Regions from separate parts of the Mus musculus genome. Here all the other regions are linked to region 1. The links are chromatin contacts, called in public HiCAR-type and promoter capture Hi-C maps. All regions are on one chromosome and are shown on one strand. Each heading gives the region's core, a stretch centred on a gene start, on an enhancer-like site or on the middle of the called end of the contact. The rest is flanking DNA. Distances are from core to core; before and after follow the strand shown.

What was found. Promoter capture Hi-C pulls out the DNA fragments that hold promoters and counts their contacts. HiCAR-type assays count read pairs that join an accessible place to other places.
Region 2: a contact with region 1 is called in a promoter capture Hi-C map of embryonic stem cells, with 5 times the contacts expected there. The contact joins the promoter of Fgfr2 here to the promoter of Wdr11 in region 1. A contact is called at or near these places in 3 of 39 promoter capture datasets (the C10 cell line and embryonic stem cells), 3 of 484 Hi-C or Micro-C datasets (all in embryonic stem cells), 6 of 115 datasets of contacts at active chromatin or transcription factors (astrocytes, embryonic forebrain, embryonic stem cells and 2 more) and 4 of 9 other capture datasets (adipose tissue, embryonic stem cells, liver and 1 more).
Region 3: a HiCAR-type map of astrocytes shows a contact between it and region 1, with 5 times the contacts expected there. The contact joins the enhancer-like site here to the promoter of Wdr11 in region 1. A contact is called at or near these places in 2 of 39 promoter capture datasets (the C10 cell line and embryonic stem cells), 1 of 484 Hi-C or Micro-C datasets (myeloid progenitors), 3 of 115 datasets of contacts at active chromatin or transcription factors (the 230-238 cell line and astrocytes) and 1 of 9 other capture datasets (adipose tissue).

Annotation. Positions count from the first base shown.
Region 1 is chr7:129,590,011-129,593,628 of GRCm38.p6, forward strand. It overlaps Wdr11 (WD repeat domain 11), which reads left to right and starts at 1,853. Exons shown (of 29, transcript NM_172255.3): 1 at 1,853-2,053; 2 at 2,966-3,077. The coding sequence starts at 1,968.
Region 2 is chr7:130,264,952-130,268,989 of GRCm38.p6, forward strand. It overlaps Fgfr2 (fibroblast growth factor receptor 2), which reads right to left and starts at 1,857. Exons shown (of 18, transcript NM_010207.2): 1 at 843-1,857. RefSeq lists a promoter at 1,190-1,415.
Region 3 is chr7:130,470,707-130,474,298 of GRCm38.p6, forward strand. The region is part of intron 8 of Ate1 (arginyltransferase 1); the gene reads right to left. Among named protein-coding and RNA genes, the nearest start is that of Ate1, 47 kb to the right of the region's middle. Within about 2 kb of position 2,190, at least 18 of the 459 cell types and tissues checked have an H3K27ac peak or open chromatin away from gene starts, as enhancers often do. A contact at or near this core is called in astrocytes, where this site is marked.

The DNA.
Region 1 (3,618 bases), core at 603-3,102:
CAAGCAGAAAGCAGAGAAAACAAACTTGAGATGGTCTATCTAAGCCTTTAAACTCTCAAAATCTGTCCCCAGTGACACACTTCCTCCATCCAGGCCAGACCTCCTGAACCTACGAAACAACCGACAACTGAAAAATCAAATGCTCTAATGCTCAGGATGGTGAGGGACGTCTCACTGAAGCCAGCACAGAGGCTGAAAGGAGTTAAAGATGCTTCTCAGAGTCACAATGAGTGACCTAAAGCCCTCAGTAACACCGACCTTCCATGAGCCCCTTGAAGATGCAGGAGAAGAGGGACATTCATGTAGATTTTTACATATGCAAGCACTGAGCAGGACTATCAGCAGGGTTCCAAGAGTCATCATGCTATGCAGTTTCAGTAACTAAAAATACAGATGAAATCTACATATATAGTAAAGAATATCAAAAGAACAACTTACCAACATTTGTTTCATTTCATCATTTTTTAAGATTTCCTTTCATTTCAACTATGTGTTTATGTGAGGGTATGTTCTTGTGTAGGAGCAGGAGCACTAGAGTCTAGAAGGGTGTGAACCCTGGGAGTTGGAATTACAGGTGGTTGTGAGCTGTCTCACTCTGGTGCTGGAGAACACACTTAAGTCCTCTTAACTGCAGCCTTTGACTTTGCTGGGAATATTTGCGTAGCCAATTGACTCAAGGTTCATGTTGACATTTATGGAACGACAGTGGTTTTTTTATATACATCTTATATGTTTTAATATAAATCTTATATATAAATATTGTAATATAATCTATATATAAACATAGTATGTATTTATATTATGTATGTATATTTTATAATACTACATATTATAATATATAATTTCTATAATGTATTGTGCTATATATCATATAATATACATATCATAAAATATATTTCTATATTATATGTTTATTCAACACATACTTTTGTATATTTTAATAAACATTATATATGTATATATATATGAAAAGGAACTTCAATTTATAATAAACGAAGAATACTTATAACTCAGAAGTGAAAAGACAAAGTGAGCTAAAATATCCCAATAGGGTATTTTTAAAAATAATTACAAATGGCTAAATTGCTGCTAAAAGACACTCAACATCTTTACTCACTGAGTCTTCCTCACCTCACTTGTGTGTTGGCCAGATTTCCAAATCTGAAACAAGCACCCGAGATACTCAGTCTCTAAAGGACAATATCTCGGAGCTTCTAGTCCATGCCTGGTTTGCCCCATTGTTCTTGAACCTATACCATGGTGACGATGCACAGCAAGATGGCAAAACCTTTCACTTCATGGGCCACAAAAAATAAGGAGGAAAAGACCAGGGTCCAACAATTCCCTTCAACAGCACCTCCCACCCCAACCTGGGCGCTTCTCCTAGTGATCTAAAAACCTCCCAATGGGCCCTTCTTCCTAAAGTAGGGAAAATCACGTTTTTTAATACATGGTCCTTTGGGAGCGAGTTATGCAAACCCTATTAGCCAGGATAGTTATCACATAATAAAAAGAGAACAAACATTAGTGAGCATTAGTGAGTAGACAGTCACTGTGTCTTCTCATGCAGGACCCTTCTACAACAAACAGTGGCTGGCAATGGTAGTTGCCCTAAATTAACATATCAAAGGCAGAAAAGCAAACTGGGAGTTTTATTGTTTTGTTTTCACGATTTCCAGCAATCTTTCTCCCAAAAGGAAGAAAGCAGATGCGACTGGTAGCAGAACCCCTCTTCCATGCTTAGCTCCAACCCACACTCCATGGGATTCACTTGAGTTTCGGAACTTTGGAGAGGGAGGAACCTAGAAGTCCTAGTTCCTGGAGAGACGACGGACTATTGGAAGGAGGAACCTGGGATTTCACGGAACCCAACTGCTGGCGCGGACGCGACTACCCGGACTTTGGAACGGAAGAGCTGCTCGTGTCGCTTCCTGCCTGCCGGTGGGGAGGGCCGGGGTGCCGCCGCGATGTTACCCTACACCGTAAACTTCAAGGTGTCAGCGCGCACCCTCACCGGGGCTCTCAACGCGCACAACAAGGCGGCGGTGGACTGGTGAGGGCAGTGCTTCCGGCCTCGGCCGCAGTTCGCGAGGGGACGGGGAAGAACACTGGGCTTCCGGTTTTCCTCGCCTAGACCGCGGCCAGCGTCCCACAGCTCGCAGATTTGCTTTTAGTTGAGACATTTGTGTTGTCCTATAAGTCGCAAATGCCTGGAGCCGGCAGGTCCTCGGTGCAGACAGTTTCAGTCCTGGGTTCTTTCTCCGCATCTCATTCCTTTACTGTCCCCATTTCCTCTTCCCCAGCCTGCACCCGGGAGGGCTTCTCTCCTTGTCTCCTTTTCTCTTCCTGGTCCTGACTCTTTCTTACTCTTTCAGACTCCTCTTTTTCACTTAGATGCATTCAACAATGCCCCAAACTGTGTCCTGTCACTTACCTACTCCCACTTTTATCTTTACTGGTTCCCGTGAAGCACGGCCTCCACAGCCAGTTCTCTTTCCACAGTGAAATAACACCCAGGTTCTGAGAACTAACCATGTGAGGCAAATCCTATTACTGTTGTGCTAGGAATGTTGCTGCGGAGGCTGAGACCTCTCATGTACTTTTTTATCTGATTGAAAGGACTAAGACTAGTCACTCATCCTAGGGGCATTGTGGATTCTATGTTGTTATAAAAAATAAATGTTATTAAATGCTGAATAAGACAGCATGTGTTCATACAAAACCAGCCCAGATTGGTTTTGCACATCAGAGCTCTTTGTAGATATCTTTTAGAACTGTTGATCTGAGTGAAAATGAGTCTCAATAAATATTTGTAAACTTAGCTGGGGGTGTTTTGTAAATGGAACAATATCACAAGCCTTTCACTTTAAGAAGTACTACTAATAATGGCACATGTGAACTAGATTTGTTTATGATAGGCAAAGTTGAGTCGCTTTGTTTTATATTTTAACACTTGTTTCGCCAGGGGCTGGCAAGGTTTAATTGCATATGGATGCCATTCACTGGTGGTAGTGATCGATTCCAATACTGCCCAAACTCTACAAGTTCTAGAAAAACATAAAGCTGATATTGTTAAGGTAAGTTAAGTCACACATCAGCCCCATAACCTCAAGTTTAATACGTCATCAGGTTCTCATTAAGTCATAGATATAAATACAATTATCTAGGGTTGCCTAGCATTTACATACCCATGACTTAATGTCAATCCAGAATACATTGTTAAGTGCTAGTTCTGGGGCACTTTGAAAAGGTGAGTGGAAATACCAGTTCTGTCATTTACCATAGCACCCCCTCATCCATTAGTTTTGAACACTGACTACCATGTGCTAAGAAAATATAAAGTGTAACTGTCTTTGTGGGTGTGAGTCACACTGTGGTTTTGATTTGTGATTTCATGGCGAATATAATCTGTGATTTCATGAACATCTTTTCATAGACTTGCTGGTTATTTGTGTGTCTTTGTAAAAGCCCTGTGACCGTTTGTATATGCTCGGCCCAGGGAGTGGCACTATTAGAAGGTGTGGCCCTGTTGGAGTAGGTGTGTCACTGTGGATGTGGGCTTTAAGACCCTCATTCTAGCTGCTTGGAAGTCAGTGTTTTACTAGCAGCTTTCAAATG
Region 2 (4,038 bases), core at 607-3,106, 670 kb after region 1:
TGGGGGGGAGAAGGAAGGTCTTGGGAAGTTTGCAGGGGCACGGAGCCGAAGCCGGCCTCCCGCGCCTGCCCCCTGGCCGCGAGGGTGGAAGCCAGCGCCACGCAGGGCCCTCGACCGATTCCCCCGCGCTGAAAGAATGAGCGCGCAAGTTAGAACTCGCCTGTGCTTTCAACATCTCGGCGCGGCAGCGGTCGGAGCAGCTAGGCGAACTAGGAAAAGTCGGTCCAGTTCGCCCCCTAGCCCCAGGCGCGCGGCGATCCCTCCTGCGCCAACCGCTGTGGCTGGTGAGGGATGGCCAGCACCGGAATCCCGGACCAGAGCCACTGCCTCCCTAAAGGTGTCGTCCCGGCATCTCCATCCCTTTGGGGATGTTGCCTGACCACACTCCAGCAGTTTCTTCCCAAGAAAGGATCTCTCATAAGGGTTTGTGTAGTACCAGGCTGGAGCTTCCAGAATCCAAGGACCAGGCACCCCAAAGATGCCCTTCCCGAACCGCCTATGGGCTGTGCCACTGGCAGGCGGCCCCACGGCGCGCCGGCTCTGAGCTCAAAGGAACGCGCCCAGTAGGCAGGACTGTGCCCGCCGGAGTCTGACAGGAAAGGGGTGCCAGCGGCAGAGGCAGATGTCAGCATTGGGATGGAGGTGCTGAAAGAACTCCCCCAAAGCCAGCCATCCGCATTCATCCACTCCTCCATCACCAATACAGTCAGAGACTGACAGGGTGCGCCCCCAAATAGGTTTACCCGCGCCTTCCTCCCGGGGATCCTGCGCCCCCGCATCCTCCCACGGCACCCACTTTCCCGGCTGGCGAAGCTCCCAGAGGCGTTCGGCACGACGATTACCTTGAATGGCAGCGCTCCTCTGCGCTCGGTGCTGCGCCGGAGCCCAGAGTGGATCGGGATGGAGCAGGCGATGATCTCGGAGGAAAACTCCAAAAAGAGAACGATTCCTTGGGTAGCAGCCGGCGCCAAGGTTCCGAGGCTTCACGCGCGCCGGGGATCGCAGAACAGCTAGGACATGACACCGGAGCTGCTCTCGGATCTGGGCAGCAGCAGAAGAAAGGACTGGAGCTTGGCGTTGCCTACTCCAAACTTTGCTGGCGAGTAGTGAACACTCGCAGCGCTCAGGAACGCTGAGGCCCGGGGGCTCACGCCCGGCCCCCGCCAGCCCGGAGAGCAGTCGCCACGCCGGGCCAGGAACACACAGGCAGCCCCCGCGCCGGAGCTCTGGCGGCCGCGCGTTCGATCGTCCGTGCGCCCGTTCCGCGCCTGCCGCCGCCGCCGCTCGCCTCTCCCGGCTCTCTCCCCTCGCCGCCCGCGCCGCCGCCGCAGCCTCCTCGGGCGGGTCACGCCCCCCGCTGAAACCCGAGCCGTTTCCTGGACGGCGGCGCCCGCTCTGCCAATCAGCGCCTCGCGCTGGGGCAGTCCCGAGCCCCGCGCTGCCCCCGAAGCCTAGCAGCCGCAAAGAGACACCCGCCAGGCAGGCGAGGGGCCCCGCCGCGCTGCCCGCAGGGGTGCACAGATGACCTCTCGGAACCCTGTTGGTGAACGGCCTCTGTACGCCACTGCCCCAGTTCCTAGCCAGCTTTGGTGCACAGTGGATGCGTTACGTTGTTTTATGTCAAGTTAGGAAACAAATGACAGAATGCTGTGCAACTTCAGACACCTTAGAATAGGTCTGCAGCATACTGGGGCCAGACATTTCATGTCATGAAGCTTTGAGGGTGGAAGCAGCGGATGTTCGTGGGAGATGTTGCGTTGTCTTGTTCCTCTGAACAATAGACAGGGGACGAGTGTTTGGGAAACCCTCCTTTAGGAAGGGAACACGTGAATAGGTAATTGTACTTATCCGCACATCTGCCTGCAGAGTAACAGAACCAGATTCTGACAAGAAAACTGAAGATCGGAGAGGTTAACACAACCGGCTGCTGGATGAGCCCTTTAATGTGGCTGCCATGGGAAAAGGCAATCTACAACAGAAAACATCTTTAATAGTATCAATGTAGGTTAACATAAAGAAATCCAAAGGAGGGCTGGAGATGGATCAGCAGTTCAGAGTGCTTCCTGCCTTCTTAAAGGCCAAAAGCCAGTTGCTGGCTAAATATCAGTCCCTCACAATGGCCTGTAACCCCAGTTGCAGAGTCATCCAAAGCCTCTGGTCTCCTTAGGAAACTGCACTCGTGAACACAAAGATACAGGCATATAGTTTAAAAATAGAAATAAATATTTAAAAGAAAGTAGGGCTGGAGAAATGGCTCCGTAGTTTAAGAATACTGCCAGAGATTGGTTCAATTCCCAGCATCCACTTGGCTTGCTCACAATCACCTCTAAGTCCAGTTCCAGGAGTCCCGACGCCCTCTTCTGGCCTTCAGAGATACTGCATGCACAATGTGCAGACAGACATGCAGGCAAACATCCATACCAATCAAATAAAATGAAAATTAATTAATTAATTAATTAATGAGAGGGGGAAGAAACTTGAAAGAGTCTAGAGAGGTGTTGGAGATGTAGCCTAGTAGTAGAACGCTTGCCTTGCATGTACAAGGCCTGATCTCCATGCCACCTAAGAAAGAAACAGAGAAAGAAACAAAGAATCAGAAACAGAAAACACACTCACTCTACCAAAAACCAAGTCATCTGACCGTGAGCAAATTGGATTCTCTCCCTGACTCTTACACTCTTCTGTTGCAAAGCAGGATTCTTTAACTAAATGTCAGGCCGGGCTGTAATGATTGGCATCTCCCATTTGTCTCTCCCACTAGACTACCTTGAGATCATTTATCTTTCAGTACGCACTCCCTTTCTCTCTTTCATCCCTTGAGCAGTTGTGTTTAAAGTCAAGGCCATATAAATTGTAACTCTAGCACTCAGAAGTGTGAGGCAGGAGGATTGCCTTGTGTTTGGGGGCCAACTTGGTCTACATAGTAAGTTTGAAGCCAGCTACATTTTGTCTAAATAAATTGAATCTTAATTATTGGGTCAATTATTGAGGTCCCAGACCTCGCAGGATAAAGAGAAGTTCGGGAGCTTGAAAATGGTTTCAGGTACATGCTGAGTTTGTGTCAGCCCTGGGCTATATAAGATCCTGGCTCAAATAGGTCACTAAGTTCAGAAAAGCCTTAGACTCTCTCTGGTGCCTAAAGACAAACAAAGCCAGACAGTAAAGTCCACCTGGGACACAGGTTTGAAAGAGGAGACGTACCAGAATCCCTAATACTCTACCTTATGCCATTTACACACACGATTCCTCAGGCCCCACATGATCAGATCATCTTTGTTCACAGCATAGCCTGGGAAACTTATATGCACATCACTAAAAAGCAAGGGGTAGCAAATCCATGTTCAATGCCTCAGGCAAATACTTATGAAATTAGAATTTGAAAACTCAACAACAACAAAAATAACAGCCGGATTTCCAAACGAAATGATCTGTTTATGTCTAGTGGAAAGGGGTGTGTTTTGAATGAGTTCTGTGGCCTGGGTGGGAACACCTCAGCCAGGTTGACACTGAGCCATTCAGTGTCAATGTGTGCTCATTCCCTAACCTGAAGTCACAAGGGAATGGTCCTGCTCCAGGCTGGCACTTCTATCTTTATGATCCCCACTGATGAGAAACTCCGTGTCTCAGGACAGAGCTCTTTCCCTACTGCAGTGGGCCCACCAGCCATTGAAAATGAGGTTAACACATTCTCACATAAATTAATGGCCCAGGAAGCCGCTGTCCCTGTCTCCCCCACCCCATTCATCTCTAGCTTTATAGATGCTGAATAGGAGGGAAGCCCTTCCGCTGAAAACAAAAACACCTTCTTTAACTAACGTCAGAGGCAGCGTGCAGAATTTGTTCTGTATGAAGATGAAAAGGTAGCCACCGTCCAAAGGCCCTGATTGCCAAAGAGCACCTTTTTTTTTCCCCCAAGTTAGGAAAGCCACAAATCCACAATAGGAAAATTTTAAGTTTAAAAAAAATTTTTTTAAAGCATGCTTTGAATTTTTGAAAAATAAAAAAATTCATTTTGCATCATTTAGACTTCAAGTGACC
Region 3 (3,592 bases), core at 940-3,439, 880 kb after region 1:
AAAAAAATCAAACAAAAAACAGGACTTGCCTTCTATTTCAGTTTTGAGAAACAAATGGTAAGATACAAATGAAAGGAGACCAATAAGCAAACTTGGGCCAACTTGTGTTCAGTCTGAATGGCCCATTCCCAAAGACCTGGTGTTTACACAATTACACAGAGGGCCCTGAAGAGCAAGGTCATGTAAACTACAACTGCTACCTTTTATTTCCCTGTAAGTCTGTCAGGGATGGGGTTAGCAATACTTAATGCTTCTTTCCAAGTCTGCAGCTTGCAGTTTAGGTTGTACAAAGGAAAAAAATCAGAAAAATTTCACAAGATCTTCTGTTTCAAGGATTTAGCTGATAACACACACACACACACAAATAAAGCTCCCCTCAGCTATACAAAAAAATTCACCTTGAATTCCGAGGAAAGATGGCTAAGCTTTGGTGATTAACGAGCTATGCAGTGCAGTTTCCGTTTCCAAAGCACCATGTAGAGATGACATGAATATTAATAGGCCAGGTCTCACTTCCAGCCAAACTGTCCCCAAATGAGTGCTTATTTATCCTAACAAACCCACCTGTCTCCTCGCCCAACTGCCTTCCTGGGCCTCCGTGATGCCCCAAGACAAGCTAGGCTCAGAGTAATTAGCAGAGAGGAAGTCGGTTGAGAGGATTTTCCAAAGGGGTAAAGATGAGGAGGGTAAAGACTTCAGAGAACAGAACCTCCTCCTTCCAAAGCCACCCAAAGCCACCTCTCCCAGCCTGTTCTTCTAGGACGCAAAAACCTACTGCTGGTTTTCTTCTGAATATGTTATTTTACGGCTCTGCAGGGACAGAGGTTAACCTGTAGAGTTTTTTTGACGGGAATGAATACTACCTAATGTTAGATAATTAGTAGTTGCTTTAATCTACTAGCAATCAAATCTCAATCACCTACTTCATTAAATTATATACAAATGCTCTTTGAAACAATTTTCATGTTTACTGGTTTTATAGCAAATAACAGGTCGATTAAGTCAGACATGCGTTTACACTGTCTGGGTAAGATTATTGTTTTATCTTTTAAAAACCTATAGTTAAGAGCCCTAAAGGTCATTGCATGAGAAGCTCAGGTAAGCTCACTGGATGGGGGATACAGAAGAAGCACTCAGTCAAGCACCCTGGTCCAAGCATCCTAATGGGGCTCCCATGCAGCGCTGCCACTGCTTGTTCTTTGCTCTGTGCCTTCCTCTTTACTGGGTCTGCATTACCATTCTCAGGACCAGGACTATATCCCCACTACTGTACTATGTGCTGGATCTGACGACATGTCTCTGCTGGACGATGAAGAGTTATTTTCTTCTGAAAAACCAAAAATGGAAAATCTGGGGTTTTCGCTATTTTTATTTGTGTATTTGTAACTTTAATTAATAAAACAGTTCTTTGTTATCTGAAACCACTGTGTTTGACATACTGCTAAAGTTTCAGAACTGAAGAGTTTTTACATGTCTGTTCATAATCAGAAAAGCTTTTACTTTTATTTCTATAATGATTCCCCACATCCAGGTGATATTAAATTGCATTCAAGTATGAGCTCTGTGAAGCTGATGTATAGAGATAATCAAGCAGAAAACAAGCTCCTTATAGGAACTAACAGCTTAGAAGCAATTTTAAGAATTCAAGTAAGTATACATAACTAAGGTGACTCTCTAGATAAATCCACTGGCATGAAATTTTTAATTTAAAAAAAAAGTATTACCTTCTTATATTTATAAGCACTATCACTGGATTTAAAATTTATGATAAAGGACTTACCACAAATGGTTTTAATAAATATATACAGAAAGAAAAGAGCTACTATTACTATTGAACATACAGATTTTCTTTTAAAATTAAATTGTTAATACTAAGTGCTTTGCCTTAATCTGATTTTTGTGTATTTTAAATCCTGACTCTCTCAATAAAAAGACTTTACAAAGTAAGGCTCTTTCCAAACGGTATACCAAAAGTAATAGAAGTCCAAACGTGGACTCTCCCAACTAAACAGTGTTTACTGAGCACTACGACCCAACCTTGGACTGCTCAGTGACTGGTCTGAGCTTCCTTCACTGCTGTTCAACCGGCAACTCCTGCTCTTACAGCCCTTCTTACAGGAACACATATTCCATGGTGACATAGCAGACTGAGAACTCAATGAATGCCGAGATCAAACAAGACTGATGTCCCCATGGAGACTAATCCACCCCAGGATTTACTATTCAAGGTTTTTCTGAAGCATTCACGCACAACTAATGGGCAATGAAAACTGTCAGGGAAGATGACCCTAATTTTGAACACAGCTAAGAAGGTCTTGGGAGGAATGATGAATAGTTCTACTCGCTGAAGGAAAGCTAGCTAACCCAGCAAGAAAATAGCTTGAACTTTTAAGATCCCCAAACTAACTCAAGTGTGTGCAGAAAAATCTTGAACAAGACAAATCTGTGGCTTTTTTCTATTCAGTGTTTGAATTTCTACTTTAAGCGTGCTTTCTTTAGTCTCAAAATCCACTTTTACATTTTAGTCACCCTGGGGTCCTATAAAGGAAGACTTCAGTGACTGTCATTTCATTTCACAAAGCAATACACATCTCCAATTTCTACTGTCTCAACAATCACGTGATGCCCAAAACCTAACTGAGGAACGTCAACCTCCTGACCAATCAGCTTCAGGAGAACTGTCTGGCCACATATGCAAGATGCTTGCATTGTACTCACCACAGCAAACTCAAGACAAGAAAGGATGTCTTCAGTTCAACTGTTGGGCCTTACTGGCAGCTCTGCCCGAGCCAGAACTGCCCAACAGGCCTTAGATGCAAGGGAAGGGAACAGCTATCAAAGGACAATCTAGTGCTTTTGTTCCAGATTTCTAATTGGTGCCTTTGAGTAATAACACTCCCAAGTCAAGTGTATGGGACACAATCTGAAACTATAGGATTCTTTCCTTACATATACAGCTACAAGAAACAAAACCCTGCTCCTCTCTGGTTTGGCCCAGTGGTTCAAGCCACAGCCCTGTCTTCCTCTTCTGATTATCATTATCACCAACAGACTGCTGGCCATCACCTACAAATAACTATGTTTTCACTAGGTCCCTCCTGCTTCCTGCTTTACCTCTTCAAATAAAGCTGGGCCTAAGTAATAGACTAAACCAGGTAAAGCTTTGCTCCCACCAGTTCACTGGCTGGCCATCTCCACAGCGCTCCAACTCATGCCAGCTCTCAGCACATCTGCTCCTCAGGGTACTCCACACTTAGGGAAATTATCCAAACTCCAGCTTAACAGCTCAGCCCCTTCCCTTCATGTCTCCATGGCTTCTTTCAATTCTCTCCCTCCCACCACTTCTCTTTCCAAATTCTGGCCGTTAGCAATACCTTACCACAGGAAGCTGCCTCACACTATTATGCTGACATAAGAGAAGTGAAGTCCCTGGGTCCTCCCAGAGTGTTTGCCTAAGTCTCTTCAGAAAGCCAAGCAGTTCGCCATTCAAAAAATCTTGAAAAATGGTTTGAAAGCTTTTATTCATGGCTTGTTAGCTAATATTATGAGGATTAATAAAATAATGCTAAAATATTAATTAAAGCATATCAAT